Regions from separate parts of the Mus musculus genome. Here region 2 is linked to region 1. Evidence: chromatin contacts called from public Hi-C data. All regions are on one chromosome and are shown on one strand. Each heading gives the region's core, a stretch centred on a gene start, on an enhancer-like site or on the middle of the called end of the contact. The rest is flanking DNA. Distances are from core to core; before and after follow the strand shown.

Region 1 (4,475 bases), core at 1,580-4,079:
TGCTATTTTGCCCACCTATTTCCTTTTCCTATGTTTACTTCCCTCCTTCCCTATGGAACCGCCCTTCCCCCCTTCCCCCATCAGATCAATTGTATTCTGCCATTTCCCTTTACACTTCTCCCACCTTCTTCTGTACTAACCTCCTTCCCAGATTCAGAAGTTTTAGATTTAAACATGTTTTAGTCATTTCACTCTGTCTCCCTACGCCTCAATCTGTCCATATGCAAAGTTAAAGAGGTTGGGTCCTTCAGTCAACATCCAACTCCATCACTAATTCCTTAGCTTTTCTTTAGCTTTTCTGTCTGTTTCCCTCCCTCCCTTGCTCCCTCCCTCCCTTTCTTTCCTTCCTTCCTTTTTTGAGAATTTCATAAACTGTGTTTTGAACATACTCACTTCTCCCTTAACCCCCCTCCATTACACCCCTGTTTATCTCCCCATCCAACTGTGTGTATTTTGTATTCTTTTTTTTTTTTTTTCTGGTAAGATTCACTAATAGTGCTCAGATATTCTTGGATATGCAGTCTTCTACTGGAGGGAGCATGATCAACTTACCAAGGACCACATCCTTAAAGAAAACTGACTCTCCCTTTGCCAGCAGCTCACAATTGCCCATAGCTCCTGGGCTAGAGGCAGGATGGCTGTCCTTCTCTGTCTCTTCTGTTGTTCTATCAAACCCCTCTTGCATGTAATGGCTGCCTATTTGGTCTGCTGCCCTGTGATATATTATGCAGCCACTAGCCAGAGTAATCTTTTCTATCTAAAATCAAATAGTATCAACTCCCTGATCAAAACCTTTTAATGGTTTCCCATCACTTAAACAAAAGCCAATTTTCTAGCCATGGTTCACAGAACCCCTTTGGCCCTGGTTCTTTTATTTCTGCCACCTCCTCTCATACCAGTTCCATATCACTTATCATATTCCATACATACTGGTCTCTATTTTCTTCTCAGACAAGTCCAGCCCTTTCCCAGAACTGGCATCTACAGTACTGGGTCATTGTTTTTTCTTAGACTGCAGTGCCACTTCATCAAGAAAGTTTCTCTGACTATTCTATTTAAAATTGCCTTCTGTGGTTACTTGTTTTTAAATTATTTATTTGTTTATTTATTCACTTTGCAACCTAATATCAGCCCTTCCTTTTCTCCCAGTACCCTCGCAGGCAAATCTTCTGGCATTCTACCTTCACCTCCCTCTGGGTGTCACCCCGCACACTAACAAAACCCAACCTCAACCCTTAACTCTCCCCAACCCTCCCAACCCTGCCTCCACTTCTCTGCGCACAGTAAGTCACTGCAGGACTGGGTGAATCTTCTCCCACTCAGGCTAGACATTTACAGGCACAGGACCTCAGGCAGACAGGCAACAGTCACAGGGACAGTCCCTCCCCCAGTTGTTGGGGGACCCACATGAGGATCAAGCTGCTCACCTGCTACATATATACAGAGGACCTAGGTCTAGCCCAGCTCACTCTTTGGTTGGTATTCAGTTTCTGGGCCCCCCCAAAGGTCTAGGTTAGTTGACTCTGTTGATCTTCCTGTGGAGTACCTGTCCTCTACAGGTCCTCAATCCTTCTCCCAACTCTTCTGTAAGATTCCCCAAACTCCATTTAATGTTTGGATGTGAGTCTCAGTATCTCCTTCAGTTGGCTACTGGGTGGAGCCTCTCAGAGGACAGTATGCTAGGTTCCTGTCTCTGCTGGCTGTTCCAGGGAGACCAACTGGAATAATGCGAGGATCCAACTCGTCAGCCCTGTTTACTTGTTAACAGTGAGTCCTAATAATTCCTCTTTGTAGAATTTATTACAAATGATCAGTAGATTATATTCCATCATAAGTTATATTGTATATTTTTGATGCTTCATATTATCACATTATCTTATTATCATTTTACCCCATGAAAATAGAGACTTTGTCTTTTACATATATACTGATGGTTACAGCATGGCACTTAATAGGAGTTCTGTAAGTATTTGTCAATTAAACGAACACATACGTCTGTTTAAGCTCTGCTGTCTCTTTTCTTCTCTCCTGGGCTCATCCTACTCATTTCTGTGAACTGGCATACCTCAGAAGGTTGTTGTGTCAAATGAGACACGGCATGTTAAGACAGTAAATGAATTTAAGGAATTATTATGAGTATCATCATCATTACCATCATCCAAGGCACTTTCCTCTCTGACACTGATTTCATTATTGGTCTTTGGGTCTCCTGGGGGAACTTCCAGTGAAAGATTCTTTTTCTCTCCTTTTGTGCAACAGACACCTGGCGGTTCTGGTTCATACTCCTGATTCAAGATGTCACAACTATTTGTCATCAAGCTGCTGGCATAAGTATCATTCGTGATTCCTTCCAGCAAGTATATTTTTAGTAAAGACAATCTTAGGCATTTGAAAGAGAAAGGAGAAAAAGATTAAGATGACAAATTTTTTGAGCCACAGGATATCAGCACAGGAAGATCTTTGAACAGTTACCTAATCTTCACATTTACAGAGCCCTGTCTCTCCCCCCCCCCCCCTTTTCTGCAATGTCCTGGAGGTTTCTGTGATGGATGAGTGAGGATTCTGAGGCCCCAGACCATATTAGGATAAAGTTTTAGAGAAACTTATAATAGGAATATAACATATCTGCCTTGCCCTCTTCCCACCCTTGTTCCTTCTGGTTCTTCAGACTCTTCTTTGCTCTCATGCCCTGTCCATGCCTTTCTCTGCCCTGTTCTCAACAATTACCTTTCATCTTAACTACTGAAATAAATTCCTACCAGTCTCCCTAGACCCACTCATCAAACAGCACAAACTTTCTGTGCCACACTTACCCCTTCACTACCACCTTCAAAGGTCCTTCCCTGGCTTTCCAAAACTGTTAGCGTGATTGTCTCAGCCTTGTCCCTCGCCCCACCCACCCACCCCTGCCTCTGACTCAGTGTTTCTTCCCTACTAGCTGCTTCCAGTTCCTGGAATGAGCTCAGTTAATCTAATCACAGATTTCTGGACCTATTATTCCCACTGCCTAGATTAGTGTTGGCTCCCAGACTCCATTATTGGAAGAACTTAAAAGTCCCATCACAGATGGAAAGTTCTAGGATCTTAGAGTTGTATCCTTAATGTCATAGCAAGCCAATTGCTTTTACTTCTGTTGTATTTTATTGTGATTTCTTTGTTTAGAAGTCATGCAGGCTCATTAAGGTTATGGACCCCTATTCTACCACTTTCTGTTTCCACTGTCTGTGAGAGTCTTCCTGCCTCGTGCTCTTAACACCTATGCATCACTCATATCTCTGTTCAACGTTACCTCAGAGACATGGTTCTTGGATCTGTATTCCATGGCAGTCACTTCCTTTTGTTAAATGAAAGTGGATCACTGTTCTTTCTTCCTTGTTCTTGCCTTGGAGTATAGTTGTGCTCTTGTTTGTGTAATTGTTTGATGAACACTTGCCTTTCCTACCAGCTAGTATGTTCTGGGAGGACAAAGCTCATTTCTGCTGTTGTTCACCACTAGATCCCCACATCTGACATCATCTTGGACATTTAACAGGTGCCAAATCTATTGGCCAGAGTAGATAAATCTAAGCATTGTGCCTCTGACAGGGATTCTAAGAGGCCTGTGGGCAGAGCAAACTGACCCCACCCCAAACCTCACAAAATATGGTCAAGCCTAGAAATCCTCTTAATAATGTAGAATAGTGCTTATAGGCCTCCATTTCTGAGAAACTTTTTCAGTTGAGACCATTTAAGTACTTAATACCTTCATGATTCACCACTCATGAAGGAATGCTGACCAATGATAAGCAGCTATTTTATAGCTTTTTCTAAAACGGGAAAGCCTTCTGAAAACAGGTCATAAAGCCGGTGGATGAGGCCAGCCACGAATAATATTGCAATTCTGAAGAAATACTGATTAGTCCGAATGCTAAACATGTATCACCTCAAGAAAAATGAGGAATTCTGGGCTTTGCAAAGGCTTTGTTCAAGGATGACCATACTTATCAGAATTTTATTTGTAATTCAAGGTCAGTGTTGGAAACAAGAACTTCCTAAATCTGCCCAGGCTACTATGACAGAAGGAGACTGGGTGGCTTCAAAATCTAAAAATTGTTTCTCATATCCTAGAGATCAGGCGATTCAAGATCCAAGTGTCTCTAGATTCAGTTCTTGGTGAAGATCTTTATCCTATGCTCCTGGCTTACACATGGCAAAAGCCTTGCTGTGTCCTCCCAGGCTGAGAAAACCTTTCTGTTCTCTCATCCTCTTTGATAAAGACCTGAAAATATGATTTTATTAAGGATGAGGGCTCCAACGTATGAAATGTCTTAGGGGTATGAAACTTTCCAGTCTATAACATTTCATCGCACCCCTCTCCCAAAGTGAATCTTTCTCTCATGTAAAAATGCATTGATTTCAGTTTGATAGCCCTAAATGTCTTAACTCAATCCATCATCTCTAAGGTCTAAAATTCAACTACATATCTAAATAAGATA
Region 2 (4,212 bases), core at 747-3,246, 260 kb after region 1:
GATGGTATAAATTAGGAACACAGTTGTCCCTCGATGTTCCAAGATGGTTCTAGAAATCCTGAAATCCTGATATTCTAGTTTCTTGAGTATAGTGTTGTAGTACTTGTATATATACATACATCCTACTGTATACTGTTTGGGCTTTTTTTTTTTTGAGACAAGATCTCTCTATGTAGTCCTGACTGTTCTAAACTCACTATGTAGACCAGGTTGGCCTCAAACTCACAAAGATTCATTTTCCTGAATCTGCCTCCCAAGTGCTGAGATTAAAAGTATGAGCTACTAAGCTACCTCAACATATGTTTTAACTATAGATCACATAATATTCAATGTATTGTAAGTGCTATATAAATTATTGTTATACTGCATTTTAAAGGAAATTATCTGAAAATAGTACAGACTTAATTTTGTAAAACTATTTTCTATCCATGGCTAGTTGAATCTTCTGATACAGAACCCATGGATATGGGAGGCCCATTCACTTAATGTACAAACTACCCCTTCCCCAATTAAAGTGCTCACACTAGCCTTTCATAGCTCTTGGTAAATAGTCATAGAGTTCCTGCTATAAACTGTGTGGGGCGGGGAATCTCATATGCTAGTGGCATGAGTTAGAACCCAGTCTACTGAGGTTTCAGTGATCCTCTGTTACTTTTCTGAACTTAAGAGGTCCAGGTGATAGCCTCAGAGCAGGGGCGAGCAAGGAGTAATCCAGGTGGTAGGTCAGTGTTTCAGACTTCCTAGAGCCTTGGAGATGTCATGATAAGAACTGGATGCTCTGCCCACAGACACCAAGACTGAGCCCATCACCTTAGAATGTGATATTATATCTTCTGGCTCAGCAAGGCCAACAAAATAGTCTGTGCTATGAAGCAGAGGCGCATGGCTTCCCAAAATCTAGCCATTCTTAAATGCCCCTGGACACCCTCTCCTGCCAACATTTGGTAGTGTGATCCTCCAACTCCTTAAAGACACAGGTGAAGATCAACTCCACACCACACCTACTTTGGTCTCCTTCAGTATTGTGGCAAAGGAAGTTATAGGAATTGTTTAGAAAAAAATTGAACTTATGGGCTAAAGTAAATTCTAAACCCAAGTCGCAGGTCTCTCTGGAAGATGCTGTAGCTGGTTTGTTATTAATTTCTGGCATCCAATTATGGGTTCTTCCACCTTTCTATTGGCATGGTTGGCTGATAGAAATTTTATCTTTACTAAAAAATCCTTCCTCAGCTCACAGTTTCTGTCTCTTAACACCCAATTCTTCTTCACCAAAAATAAACATATATTAGCGTGCCAGGAATCACAACCAGCACCTGGGGTAAAGTACTAGAGAAGAGGGCATTCTAAGGCTTTTGTTCTACTGGGGAGACAGAAGAGAGAAGAGATAATTAAAATGTGCACGATAAGCTCAGTGATAGAGGAATTCCAGAAGATTAAGGAACACTTATATTTAAAAGAAGTATATGTATATCAGCATGGTAGTACACACTTGTAATCCCAGCATACTAGATACAAAGGCAGGAAGGTCATGAGTTTCAGGCTACCCTGAGGTACAAAACAAATTTCAAGATAGTCAACAAAAACCTACTTCAAAAATCAATGCTGCCACAACTGCTTCTAGTAATAATAATGGTGTATATGTGTGAATGTCTGTGTGAGTGTGTAAGTGTATGTGTGTGAGTGTATGTGTGTGAGTGTATGTGTGTGTGGATGAGAGACAGAGAGAGATAAAGGGAGAGAGAGGGAGGGGAGGGGGCAGGAGAGAGGGAAAGAGAAAGGGAGAGGGAGAGAGAGGAGTGCTAACTAAGGGCCAGTAGCAGTAACTAAACATGTCTTTAAACTCAGGTAAAGCCTTCTGGAAGGCCCATCTCAACTGACTTTTAATATTGGGCAGGAGTTAGTCCAATGGGATGGGAATGTGTTACTGAAGGGAGAACCCTGCAGACAGAGAGGCAAGGAAGAAAAGTATACACGTGTAGCAAGAGGATAACTGGTCAGGTTTGGGCAAAGGCCTTCAGATCTAGGTGTAAATTTGTAGACGGAAAGGAATTCAAACTTGAATAGTAGGTAATGAAGAACAATAGATGTTTTGTAAATAGTGGGAAGTCACCCTGGCTGTACTAAAGGCAGGGACATACAGTAAGAGGTTGGTGGAACAATCCACATGAGAGCTGCTTCAGACCAATACTAGGTGATGGGCACAGAATATTTCAATGTCGAACTGAGAAGATGCAAAAATAATTGCATTAGTGGTTACAGGAGCTGGAGACTGGAAGGCGTCAGTGGTGAATGAAGAGGCTATGCACCAGCTTTGTAGTCCCTGCTTGTCAGTGGGGGGTGGGGGGAGAGGAGCCTGGAACTATACCAGGGAAGCACAAGTCAGCTTGGTACATTCAAGGATGATTTAACCTGGTTCCTCTTTGATATACATTATTTTCAAGACTCATCTCATAACAGAGGGAGAACAGTCAGACAGATTGTGATCTTTGTTGGCTGCTGGCTCTGTGTCCCAATCAGAAAAAGAAATTACATGGTCTGATGGGAATGGCAATATGGTCTGGGAGGAAGTGTCCTCTAGACTGGGAATCAGGAGACCTGATTCTGACAACAGACAACGCAGGCCTCATCCCAGACAGTGCCCTTCCGAGAGTCCTCTAGGCTCTGCAAGGTGACTTTATCTTTATAGAGCAACTGAGGACTTTCTGGATTTTCTATCCTGCTGTGGGACTCAGAAACACCCACAAAGAAGTAAGTGCTATGCAAAGAACAGACTTTCTATTCACACATATCTGGGTTTGAATCTTGCCTCAGCTACACAGTAGGTGGGTGAGCCCCTTTGAATAGGTTGCATAACCTAACTGACCTCAGTTTCTTTATGTGTAACTGGGAGCTATAATTGTATGATGTTCTGGTTATGGTGAAGTTAAGGGAAATAACTATATACATTTTCAAAGGTTTCCACGAAGACTAGTGGTCTTTGGCATCCTAGCCTGTCCATGTTGTAGCAAGAACACAGATCTGACATTAGAGTTCCAGATGTGAGTTCTGTTTTATTTTCTGAGAGCCTTGGCACAGTTATATAACCACTCCAGACATTAGTTCTTTAACTGTAAAGTGAGGCTGACAGTGAGTTACGTCTTGTAAGGGTTGCAAGGGTTACATGGGGAAGGCTATGTTGTCCTGAACTGTTAAATCAACGTGCCATATGCTCAGTGATATTAGATATCATTCTCTCACTTTTCCTTCCTGTCATTTGTCATCCTTTTGTTGTGAAATGGTAGAGTCTTGATACTTTCAGGCAACTCTCCAGTTATTACTATTTACATTTTATTGTCCTGACAACTAATAAATATGCTATTTTCAAATGGTTGACAGAGAGAGAGAGAGAGAGAGAGAGAAGGAGAAAAGGAGAGAAGGAGAAAAGGACAAACTAGAATCATAAAGTTACTCAATGATTCTCCAGCCTTTGTTTCTGGTCTGGTTACAAGCTAATTTTGGGAAGAGGGAGCCTGAGTCCTGAGCAGGCTGGTTTCCTGTGGCTGTGTCCATACTGAAATCAGATAATGCTGGCTCTGAAGTATGGTACAGCTAGCCAAGGGAAAATACCAAGATTCTGTCAGCTAACTGCTGTCATTTCAGACCTCAGTGGACCCCTCAGAGTGGGCCTTCTGACATGTTCATCAAACTATTTTATTTATCCATCTGTCCAACAAAACCCATTAGACATTGGAAAGAGATGGGAATAAGTGGCTATGTATTTAAGAAGATAGGTTTTTGAGCAAAGAGGACAAGGGAAAGAGAATAAAGGTCCTGGCAGATGAAAGATCTGCTGGGCTAGGGGGAAGGGGTCATCAGGGAGCAGAGGGGAAAGAACTTCCTAGAAGAAGAGAAACCAGGGCTCAGACTTCCAGGGTGAATAGATGCAAACTAGGCAAGAAGGGGGTGGAGCCACCTTCCTGGCAGAGGGAGAAGTACAGGAGAGAGGCCAGATGCCAGGGGAAGGATGCTCTGTCCAAGCATTCCACGGTAGCTGGGGCTGGGCCAGGAACAAGCAGTGATCAATAACCATGGGAGAAAGACCCGTGAAAGAAGCACATTGAATATGCTGCAATAACAGTTACAAAACATTGTTATTGTTTGTTTCCACTGGCTTCCTAGATAGATGAATATAGATAATAGAACCATAGATATGAGAACTCTGGCAGGCCCAGA

What was found. A called contact is a pair of places that touch in the nucleus more often than the background predicts.
Region 2: a Hi-C map of the N1E-115 cell line shows a contact between it and region 1, with 4 times the contacts expected there. The contact joins two enhancer-like sites. A contact is called at or near these places in 3 of 484 Hi-C or Micro-C datasets (the N1E-115 cell line and embryonic stem cells) and 1 of 9 other capture datasets (embryonic stem cells).

Annotation. Positions count from the first base shown.
Region 1 is chr4:111,362,077-111,366,551 of GRCm38.p6, forward strand. The region is part of intron 6 of Agbl4 (ATP/GTP binding protein-like 4); the gene reads left to right. Among named protein-coding and RNA genes, the nearest start is that of Bend5, 51 kb to the right of the region's middle. Within about 2 kb of position 2,830, at least 3 of the 459 cell types and tissues checked have an H3K27ac peak or open chromatin away from gene starts, as enhancers often do. A contact at or near this core is called in the N1E-115 cell line, where this site is marked.
Region 2 is chr4:111,618,060-111,622,271 of GRCm38.p6, forward strand. The region is part of intron 11 of Agbl4 (ATP/GTP binding protein-like 4); the gene reads left to right. Among named protein-coding and RNA genes, the nearest start is that of Spata6, 100 kb to the right of the region's middle. Within about 2 kb of position 1,997, at least 1 of the 459 cell types and tissues checked has an H3K27ac peak or open chromatin away from gene starts, as enhancers often do. A contact at or near this core is called in the N1E-115 cell line, where this site is marked.